Regions from separate parts of the Mus musculus genome. Here region 1 is linked to region 2. A link is a contact called in public Hi-C data. All regions are on one chromosome and are shown on one strand. Each heading gives the region's core, a stretch centred on a gene start, on an enhancer-like site or on the middle of the called end of the contact. The rest is flanking DNA. Distances are from core to core; before and after follow the strand shown.

Region 1 (5,921 bases), core at 2,286-4,785, 61 kb after region 2:
TCTTGGATGCTTACTGCTGAATAAGGGTATCCTTTCTAATTCTTTCTTAACTCTGGGTGGCTGATTCAACTCAGCTGTTTCGGTTTGAAACTCCTCTGCAGGCTGACTGATTCAAACTGGATTTTTCTTGGCTTCTCACTGAACAGCTCTTCTTGGAAAATTTGCCTCTGAATTCCATAAACTGAACTGCACTGATTGCTCAAACTTAACTGCATTCAACTGAACTGAACTCAACTGAACTCAGCTGAACTCAGCAGAATTGAACTGACCTGAACTCAACTGAACTGAATGCAACTCAAATCAACTCAACTCAACTCCAATGCATTCCCTGAACTCAACTTAATTGCCTTTAGTGAACTGCCCTCCATTCCTGACTCATGTTGCAGTACCCTGTCTTTCTTGTCTATTCTTGTGAAAGCTGGGTATATCCTATCTCTGACTCATTCTGTCAAATATTCTCCTAATTCCCCATTTGTCAGCCCTTCAATTAGATGTCACTTCCAAATATGACTGCTTCTTTCTACAAACTAACTTTACCTCCATTGTTGGGGATTAAGGACTTTTCAGAATTCTAGCCAGAGAGATTAAAGGTATGTCATTCCAGCTTGATCACTTAGACCTAGAAGGCCTTTCGCTGTGATCCCTTGCCAGAGCAGCCATGTTGCTAGACTAAAATTCCTCTACAACTTGACAGAGAAATTATACATACATAGAATGATGCCACAATGGAAAAATATTGATTATCATCTCCATTCTTAGATTAGGAAATTAAATTCAAGAGCTATAGCTAAAGAAAATAGGTCAACATTGCTACTAAAAGATGGACTAGGAATGTATAGCCTGGTTCAAAAGTGTGTATTGTTTTCTACACTTATAATTCAAGATTATTAGCCACACATTTTTTGTTTGTTTTTGTGATATGCTCTTATCTACCTGTGGTACTGAGAAGCAATGTGTGTGTGTGTGTGTGTGTGTGTGTGTGTGTGTGTGTGTGCGTGTGTGTGCGTTTTATTTTATTTTGTGGAATTTAAATGTGGTCCTTTGGTTACCTGTAATAAGAGTTTGAAATTGAAGGAAGGACTTCAGAGTTCTGAAGTCACTGGATTCTCCCTTGCATGATGGAAATAGAGGACTCAGTGAGCTGTGGAAGTATATATAGATGCAGAACTTCTCTGTCAAGTGGTGTATTAATTTTGTGCAGGAGGACAATGGTGCCATTCATTGCACTTTGAGTTCTCAAGGTATTTCAATAGAAGAACCAGTCATGCAGTCAATTCTCAGTTGACCCGCTTGCTTTCTTTACATGATGGCTCTGTCATCTTGGTTGTACAAATATGCAGGGTCCATATTAAGGGTTTGTGTGACCTCATCTGAAAAGAAGATCAGCTGCATTACTTTCTTCAACTCATTTCTCTTTCTTGGTCCATGATTTCCTTAACTATTTTAAGATGAACTCATCTCGAATTTATAGTCCTACACTATGAGGAATGAATTTGTAGAATTCTTTCTCTCTCTCTCTCTCTCTCTCTCTCTCTCTCTCTCTCTCTCTCTCTCACTCATCTGTGCTCACTTGCTCTCTGACATGTTGGGAGAATTTTGAGGTATGGTCAGGACAGGAGATCTTTGTTCTAGTTTATCTCTGAAGCCAGTTTTCTTACTTCAATGGCTAGCCTTGGCTGCCTATAGCAACTTTCTCACTTTGAGTTGCTCATGTGCTCTCCATCCTTTTTGCTAGTCACTAAAGATTTAGGATGGATTGACTCTGCTTGCCCTGTATTCTCATGAAGAACACAAATCCTTGTGTGAAAGTAGCTCATGGAAGAGCATCAGTGCAAAAAGCGTGAGGAACTATCATAAAGTGATAGCATCTATTCTAATGGGATCATAGCGGAATGCATTCATATCATCCAGACAGTCAAAGAAAAATGGACTTCACTGTGCTTACAACTGTTGAGGGATGAGTTTACAAGGAAGGCAGCTGAGGTGATGGGCAATGAGTGTAAAGAATCATGATAAGAAAAGTAGCCCAAGACGGTGCTTAGAGTAGTCAAGGTGCTTTCTTGCTTACCATTTTACCTATCTGGACACTGTATCTTTACCTGGACAGGAGCAAAGAGAATGAGGAAGGCAGAAAGCAGTTTCTGGGGTGTGTGTGTGTGTGTGTGTATAAGAAAGAGACATTGAATTGCTCATTAACAAGCTTAATTTCTGAGTGCTAAGACTGAGTTCTCAACCCAGATGGTCCCATGCCAGCATGGTGGAATCCTGAGTGACAGATAAAAGAGAGACCCAGGATGACAAGCATATACCAATTTAACAGAAGTGGCCTCCTGGGATTTTCTCTGAGATTCTGAATGTAGAAATGACACTTCCTAGCTTTAAAGTGTGATTTTGAAACTTTCTCAGAAGCGATTCCACTTGTTTTGATTGTTTTAACTATGTGAGAAGTGCCATTGATCATGACGGGGATTTATTTTCATGAGAGCTATGAAGGGCTTTTTCCTATCTACCCGTATTCCTATTCTGAGACATAAAGCCTTGTTGGTTACATAGATAACAAAGACACAGAAACGGAGACCCAGGAGATGACATAGTATCTTTCAGGTGGCCGTACTCAGCAAGCCAGTACAGCTCTCTGGGACTTTGCAAAAAAGAATATTGAAACACATACTTCCAGGTTTCACTTTTTTTTTTTGTTTATTTGTTTGAGAGGAAACAGAAACATTCCTTTTTCCTAAGTAATTATTGGTAGAGAGTTGATGTTTAAGAGCAGCCAAAAGGTGGGCCAGAGGTACATGCATTAGGCAAGAAGGGACCATGAGAGGACCACCATCCGTGAGACGCTCTACTGAGACACAGACCCTTTTGCTTGGATGCTCAGGACAGATCTTATGTTTAAGTAGGCCATGGGTAGATATGATACTGGTATTATACTTATGTTCCTGTATACGCCTGCTCCATCTGCAGATGGCTGTTTTCCTGCCTGAATATGCTCCAGACTTCATTACTGTTGCAGGTTAATCCTCCCAGTGGGTGTGTAGCCTAGCAGGGCATATTAATGTCAGGCAGCAGCTTGATGAGTAAACTTACCTGTTTGATCCTTCTGGACATGAGCCAACGTGCTATCTGGCCAGAGCTCTGGAATGCTATGGTTTTAAATAGGATTTCTTTATTTGTATGTGACAGAAGTGGTTTCATGGTAGAAGCGGTAGGTATTTTATGGCATACAAATAATCAAATGGGGTTATGAAAAGGAAAGATGAACTCAATACAAATCAAACCCCTGAAACTTACTCTGAACATTTAATTTTAGGAACAGTCATATCAATTAATTATGAAATTATCATTGGCATATAACCAATGAAATTGCTTCTCGATACTTTGTTGCCTTTATTTTTCCTTGGTTCTAGAACAGAAAATGAAACCCAAAATGAACATTTATTGTAGTAAAACTCTTTGGTTTCACACATCAGTCTTGCTGCCTGCTCATACTTCCCAGGTGAGTCTTCTCCCCCTGGGCTTTCTGTGACAGGCTTTGAGGTTTTGCATGAGCAATTAGGATTGTGGAACTGATCCGAAAATAAGTGAGTTTCAGAGATCTGTTTAACAAGAAAGCAAAACAGTGATCAAAGTAGGCAGCTGATTGGGAAGGGAACAGTAAACACCGGGGAGACAAGGAGAAGCAGAAATAAAGGGACAGCTTTATGATGTGTGTATATGTGATTAAACTTGCTAACAGACAACACAGAAGCCTAAGCAGGAATGAGGGGCTGCTAGGAGCCCTGAGTCTAGTGACTGCTGGAAGCAGATGCCTCATTCTTTTCTGGTTACAAAGTTCCTTCATATTTCCTCTTTGATCTCAACAATCTGCAAGGAGAGCTGGGTAGGACAGCCCTTCCCATGTCACAGACATTGAGAAATCTTTCCCAGACAAATTCATCTTGTTTTGAACACAGTAACAACAAAGTCAATTCTTGCCAATAAACTGTGTCTAACCTGGACAATTTTCTACCTCAAGTCTACCATCTTCATAAGTGATTCCCTAATTTGATTGCAGTGACATGGCTTGAGAGGACCCCACACATGTTTAAGTCGCCTTTAATAGTCCTCATTCCTGATAGCAGAATCCTCAGGCATCTCTCAAAACATTGTACCTTTGATTCCCTACATTCAATTCAAATGGAATCCTAGCATAAAGGAAATAAAAGAGGGTAGTGGGGAGGTTGGCTGAGGGACTGTGTGGATTATCCAAAATTAACAATCACTTTGAATGAGGGTGGAATCATATTAAATATCTCACCTGATACAAAGTCTTAGTTTTGCAATCGTCTTCCCTTATGGCCTAACCAAGGCCCATATCACCATTTGCTGCTTCCCAAACATGTCTGCCATCTTCTCGTCCCTGTATATCAGTAATTACTTTGTAGACAAAAATCCAACCATTTTTGCATCTACCTCGACTGTTCCCCTTCCTTCCCTTGTCGAGCTATAATAATAACAATTTTAGTGTTGTTAAAGTTTATTGCACTGTGTGCTAAGTTTCTACTTAAACCTTCCACAAATGTAGTGGCTTAAAAATGATTCATATTACTTCATAGCCTGTGTGGAGAAAGTGAGATGGGTCTCCAAAGATGAACAGCAAGGTGTGGATAGGCTGTGAGTCATTTTACAGGTTGTAGTGAGAATCTGTCTGTTAGGCCCTGTCCGTTTTAGAAACTACACATATTTCCTGACTCATTCCTTTCTGATCCTGTATCTAACGCTATAATATCAGATGTGTCTACATGCTGCTCTAGCTCTGCTTTTATTTTTTATCTTATGTGGCCATTTCTTGCTTTGTCAGATAGCCTAGGATGCTCTCACTTCTAAAGGTCATCTGATTGGCAAAACAATTCCACCTGCAAACTTAATTACCTTTGTGTATAAGATAACAGAACCTTGGGGTTCTGGGATTTGGATATAGATAGCTTTAGGGACCATAAATCTGCCTTCCACATGGTGCATAACACAGGTTAACATGGGTTTTGTGAACATTGTTACTTTTATCCTCTGAGAAATCATTTAAAAATACTGATAATTCATATTTTGCAAGTTGAAAAAGTGAGATTGATAGGGTTATATAACACCCCTCCACACACACACACACTCCCTGGTATATCAGATGACCCCACTCAGCTCACAGGAAACAGAAAGAAGAGCAGCTGGAGCTTGAACTGCATTACTAGCTCAGAGGCAGCTCTCTTAGCCCAGTGAGTGGAAACAAGATTCATCTGGTTGCTTGAGGCATTAACAAACGATTCCTGCAAAACTTCTGCTTTCCCCTCAACATTCCCCATTTCATACTCTCCTGTCTGTTTGAGTCTATGTTGTGTAATTTGGATAGGGCCAATTTTCTTTCTCCCCTGCTCTGTGACAGTCTATGCCATATCCAAGCAACCACTCAAATTCACTCACATGCACTGTCATGTCCTAATTTGTATTCTTCTTCATCACAATTCCTTTTTCAACATATCTGTGCATACCCTGAGTTAAAGCACTAGAAACATTCCTATCAACCTTAAGTAAGTGTAGTTAACATGGAATTTTAATTGGTACTTTATGTGTGCTAACTAATCTCTTGCATTCTATGCAATGTCCATGTACACTATTCCATCCTGAAGAGGCTTTGATGGGAATAAAATAACCTTGAGGCTCTTACAGCTTCATTCCTACACTCCTGTCATGTGCCACATTAGAAGTCACCATTCTCAAGAATACTGTTCTCTACACCTTAACTCCTCACAATCCCAATATGTGGCACAATTATCTCATTTTCTGGACCACACGATCACATGACGATCATGAGCATAAAGGTCATGTGAAGTGAGTTCATCTCAGCAGCGTTAATACTGAGATCCAAGACCCATAAGTAATCCACACCT
Region 2 (5,625 bases), core at 2,502-5,001:
ATGTTTAGAAAGACACACATTCTGTCCTGCTTCTAAGAGCGCTTCCCTGTTCTCAGAAATAAACATCAGGACAAGCTACAAAAGCGGGCCCCAAAGCCCATGAACTCTAAATTCCTTTCAAGGGGGATCAAGAGGTGAGGAGAGGGGGGAATGCAAAGATGAGATGATGATGGTAAACAGAATGAAGAAAAGAACCCTCATGGAACTTGCTAGCAATTTTCACCAAAGCAGCAGACCCTTGAACTGAAAAAATTCAGTACAATATACACACTAATAAACAGCTCCACCATTGCAGGCCTACTTTGTAAAGCCAGGAAAAAAAAAAAAAAAAGGAATAATTATAATATCCCCAAACAGAATTCTCATAAGAGTTGAGAAAAACCAGAGTGAAAGCAATGTCAGCTAAGGTCTTAGCTAAATTCCACTCCTAATGGCCCCCAGTATTTAAGCTATCATGGATTAAAGCCATGAAAATAAAAATTTCAATTTGAAATTTCATTAGCATGTTACTAAAAATGATCAAGAGAAGCATCGACACTGTAGGCTTTGTTGATATCGTTGGAAAACTGCTGTTTCATTTTACAAACAATCTCCACCTGCCTCCTGCCTCCTGCCTTCTAGTTAGGAAAAGCCAAACTAAAGACACTGGCTAGGCTGTCCTAATGCTGGTTTCTGGAATGTTGTAGATCTTCCCTGCCTCCCTCTCCTTCAGTCCCGCTGAATACAGGACTCTGAGTGAGAAGGGAAGCAATCAAGGGCTTCCGAGCAAAAAGCCTCCTCCTTCCTAAGTTCAAGTGCCCACAGGCCAGGTGAATTAGCTCCTTTTCCGGAGCCAGCAGGCCCTCCTCTCCCAAAAAGGTGCTTCAACCATTTTCCTCCCGGGACCCAGAAGGCTTTCCTTCTGGCAAGTGTCGGTCAAGCCGGGAATGGCATCGGCTTCCAGTTGCTCAAACTGAGAAGTCAATCCTATCTAGCTCAGCCTGGAATGCTTTGTCAGGAGACTCTGGGCTGGAGAGCTGCAAGACAGTTCCAGGCAGCCTCAGGGTAACCTGGAGTCCCTGAAGTGCTCCAAAGTACAGAGACAGGCTCGGTTTCATGGGAATTCTGATATCCGGGGGCACATCCACTCTCCATTCGGGAGTTGAATTGTGTCCTGAAAAGACCAACTCTCACCTCCGACTGGTTTGTGTGTGCACATCTGGGGGTGGTGGGTGACGGTTCCCTGTGACTAAGGATATTTGCCCTGTCTGCAGAAGAGTCACTGACCCTTGGCTCCCTGGAAAGGTAGTGTCCTTGCTCCCCTTTTGCCCACTCCCTCTTTCCCTTCACAACCCAGGGCAGAGGCGCAGGCTGGATTACCCTGGCATGATCACCAACACCAGGGTTGTCTTAGGAGCGCGCAGCTGCTCCCGCCCAGTGCGGTGGGTGGTGGTGAGTTCCCGAAGCTTCCAGCCGCTGGCCCTGGGCGGGCGCGTTAGGGGAACATGGGGTGCAGAACTGCGGGGACCGAAAGGGAACTCCGGGCGTGGGAACTGGCACGCCGAGCTGCCCCTCTGAGGCTACTCCTTGTCGTCCACAAAGTCCTCAAGCTCCTGCAGCACTCGCAGGCGGCCACTGGCGTCTATGCGACGCTTCTCGCGGATGAGGTCCTCCAGGCTGTGGAACCGGGCCGTGTGGACTTTGTTCTCCTCCAGATGCACTTTGAGATAATACTGCTGTTGCGGCGGCTGCGTTCCTGCGGGGACCTCCCCGCCAGCCTTGAACTCGCGCTTTCCAAAGCGGCACCAGGCAGCGAAGCTCTCGGAGTTCGTCCAGCAGATCTCCTCGCTCTTGAGGCCCAGGTGGCCACAGGCGTTCTGCACCACTAGCTCGGCCACCAGCGGGCGGTAGCGGTACCAGCTATTCACCACCCGGCCCACGTTGGCCGCGCCCGCCTGGTACAGGCTGTCCTGGCGGATCTCGCCTTGGTGCAGGTGGATGATCTGCCCGCCGCCCACGTAGACGGCCCAGTGAGGGGCTGGCGCGGGCTGCTCGGTCGCCGGCTGTAGCCACAAGAGCTCTAGCAGGTCGCCTGGCTCGCAGATCGCCGGCAGCGCAGTGACCGCGTAGACACTCAAGTCGGCGCCCTGAGGGCCGCCGGTCACTTTGGAAAAGATGCATTCCTGGCCCCGGAAGGCGGAGAACTGAGTCTCGTTGAGGACGAGCTGGTGCAGCAGGTGGTGGTGGTGGCGGCTGGGGCTCTCTGGGCAAGGGCTGCAACCTGGGGGGCCCTTCACACCAAACTTGTCCGGCTGCCCGCGTTCGTCCAGGTCCTCCTCCTCATCCGAGAAGAAGTAGGCAACCCCGACTCGCAGCTCGTCCTTCTCAATCCCAGATGGGTCCCCAGTGGGCAACTCGCTGTAGTTGAGGTGGGTGATGCGGTCCAGTTGGTTGCCCATCAATGACGCGGCGAGGCCAGGGCCAGCAACTGAGATCTGCCGAGGGAGAGAGGATAGACACCATCAGAGTCCGGGTTGACCCTCCTGGTGTCCCTTCCCCAAGGCGTTCAGTTCCCCAGGGGCCTGCAGCTTGCCTGACCACCGGCACTGAGTCGCCTGCGACAGCCAACTTTGCAGATCCGACCTGGGGTTAAAAGGGGGGGAAAAAAAAAGAAAGAAAGAAAAGAAAAAAGGGGGGGCACAGAAAAAGGCACCAGTCTCAGGGCCAGAATAGACAGCATACCAGCTCAGCCAGCCTCTGACTCTGCCCAGGAACCCTGCCCGGTAACTTCCACAGTAGAAACCACAGGCGGGCTAGAGAGCATGTAAGGTTCAAGTGGGCGAAGAGAGCGCAGGTTGTGGCAGATTGGTGATATACCCAGAAGGAAGGGAGGGTGTCAAGAGAAGCCCCAAGGCCCGAAATACAGCAAGCTGAGCTCACATTGTGGTCGCCATCCTTTGTAGCCCACCTACTCGTTTTGGACTGGGTCACACCCGATCCCCGACAGCTTCTTTCACAAGGGCAAGACTCGTTTGCAGGCATTCACTTGCCATCAGCATTTTGCACACTTGGAGTCCAGGCACTGACAGCCTGGTACATACACCCACAATGCTAATGTCATACACCCACAATGAAACATCTTGGAGACCACACATTGGCACCATCTACCCCCAATTCCTACACAATTCCGGACGAACGCCTGCACACTTGTCAATGCGCGTACTCTCAAGCACTGGGACACACCTGCCCACGCAGGCAGGTGCACTCTGCCCTCTCCTTGCTTGCCTTTTTCATAGAGCCAATCGGACTGCGCCAGGGCGAGGCTGCTCTGTCTAAAATAACCTAACAAAGAGACAGGGGAGGCAAGGCGAAACCCATGGTGAGTATTAGTGGTGTGTGTGTGTGTGTGTGTGTGTGTGTGTGTGTGTGTGTGTGTGTGTGTGTGAAGACGTCTACTTTCAACCCGAAGAGCCCCTCTCTTCAACCCAGCACACAATTCACACAATCGGACGAAGAAAAACCATTTTTTAAGGCAAAGAAAGCGGCTTTTCCGTACCCGTGATTTCCCTGCGCCCGAAACCCCAAACTCCTTTTAAAGTCTCCAGGTCCCCATGGGTGCTGTGGAGGCGGCAGTGGCGAGTGGGTCCTGGAGTCGCGTGGGACTGCGGTTCCGATCTATCCGGAGACGAGCAGTGAGGTGAGGTACCCAGAGCGGTGCGGATGCGCTCCGTGTCTACGCTGGCTTGGGCGTCTGCTCCACCTGGCAAGTCCTGGCTCCACTCCGCTTTCCTACAGCCGCGCGGACGACTCTTAAATCCCTTGAACAGCCGTTTTCCAGGCCCGCCCCGGAACGCGCCCATTGGCTAGGACTCGTCCCCGAGCCCTGCCAATCTCGGCTGGGGGTGGAATCAGGGGCGGGTTTCCTTTGTGCTCCGCCCTGCCCAGCCCCCAGCATTCCCCAGCCTCAACGCATTGGGAGCGTAGGTGTGAGCACCCGTGGGGAGCATAAGAGGGGCGTGGCTAGTACACCCAGCTGCTCCTTTGCAACCGAGTCCCTAGTAACTGAGAACACAGTCCGCCCGCGTTCGTGTTCTGTATTATAAGAGGACAGATTCCAGAAGGAAAACTGAGTTTGGGGGTGGAAAAAAAAAAAAAAAAAAAAGAAGAAGAAGAAAGAAAGAAAAAAAAAAAAAAAGAACGCTCTGCGTGGCCAAGGCATTGTGAGTGGCTAGGAACCAGGAACCGCGTATTTGAGGTTGCTTTGATGGGACTTCGGAGTCTTGCTTGGCTCCCGGCTGTCGCACAGTTGCTTCTGTTCCTGTCAGTCACAGCCGCCTTAGAAATTGCATGATGGTGCTCAGCGCCTGTCCTTTGAGCCAAGTGAAAGTGCTGACCCAGCGCCATTGCCGGCGCCTGGTTTTAAAAGGAGAACCATGTAGGTGTCAAAGGCTTCCAGAAAGTCTGAGCTTTGGCTGGCACCTTCTCTGAATGTTCCTTTGTCTTCAACCTCCCGTTTCCCGTGAGAGGGCTGAATCTCAAATGCTAGCTGATATTAGTGCACAGAAGTGTTTCCCAATTCCAAAACTGTCCTAATTAAGGGAATCATGTTTGGTTTTGTGTGTGTGATAAAGTGTCCATTAGTCCTTAAGGATGGGAACTCAGTGAATGAACGCACTAGGGACACTGGATGATACAAAGTGACTTTCTTCCGTAAAAGGAAATTCTAGACAGTTTCTAAACTTTTCTGCCTTAAACTTTGGAAGAGTTCTTAGAGTTTCTGGGTCAGGTTTTAATGTCACTTTTACACTGAAGGGCTTCTGAGATGATTGTCTGTCTGTCTGTGTGTCTGTCTGTCTGTCTGTCTGTCTCTCTCTCTTCGCCCCCCTCCCCCATGTTCCTTCCCCTTTCCCTCTTCCTTTCACCCTCCTCCTCTCTCTCATCCTTCCCCATAGCCCCTTCCTTTCCCTTCTGGGAGCTGTTGACCATAATTCAAACTCAGACCACTTCATTTCATTACAAACCTGAAGCACACGTGTGCCTTAGGCTTGCAGACTATGCCGCTGAGTTCTGGGCCCCCTGGCAATGACTGACAGAGAATGAGCTTCAGTAGTAACCAAAAGGAAAATTGACCACAGTGGCCACCATCCCTGTGTTTAGAGGTTCAAGTAGGCAATTTAACCCCCAGACCTTTATAGGGTAGTCACTAAAATCTGCTTTGTAGCAAATAAGGAAATATCCTGGGGTCAGTCAGCAACAACAACCTCCTCAAAGTTCATAGAAAGTTTACTTTTTATATAAATTACAGTGTTTGCTGATAGACTAAATCTTGTTTTCACAGTGTGAAAAACAGCAACAACAAAAGCAAGTGTTTCAAGTACTTTAGTTATTGGGCCTAAGTTCATAGAATGTGTCAACCTTTCTGTGCTGAGCTGTCTGCCTGATTCTTTACAAGGTACATAGCCTCCACCTTCTCTTCAGGTTTGTATTATTTTCACGAATGTTGTCTGCCTTCATAGCATGCAAGGGCAGTGATTTATCAAAGTAGAGACTTGATAAGTATTGCTGAAAAAAGACTGGTTTTAAATCAGTCATCTGTATAGTATTTACTTAAATTAATTTAGAAAATTGGCCAGTGTCCAATTAGTG

What was found. Hi-C and Micro-C count contacts between places; a contact is called where the count stands out from the background.
Region 1: a contact with region 2 is called in a Hi-C map of colorectal tumor organoids, with 1.8 times the contacts expected there. The contact joins the enhancer-like site here to the promoter of Lratd1 in region 2. A contact is called at or near these places in 3 of 484 Hi-C or Micro-C datasets (colorectal tumor organoids, epidermal suprabasal cells and nephron progenitors), 1 of 115 datasets of contacts at active chromatin or transcription factors (intestinal crypt epithelium) and 1 of 9 other capture datasets (embryonic stem cells).

The regions. Positions count from the first base shown.
Region 1 is chr12:14,209,761-14,215,681 of GRCm38.p6, forward strand. No RefSeq gene overlaps it. Among named protein-coding and RNA genes, the nearest start is that of Gm36007, 21 kb to the right of the region's middle. Within about 2 kb of position 3,536, at least 8 of the 459 cell types and tissues checked have an H3K27ac peak or open chromatin away from gene starts, as enhancers often do. A contact at or near this core is called in colorectal tumor organoids and epidermal suprabasal cells, where this site is marked.
Region 2 is chr12:14,148,287-14,153,911 of GRCm38.p6, forward strand. Lratd1 (LRAT domain containing 1) reads right to left here and starts at 3,752. Exons shown (of 2, transcript NM_029007.2): 1 at 3,536-3,752; 2 at 1-2,474. The coding sequence starts at 2,438. The coding sequence ends at 1,560.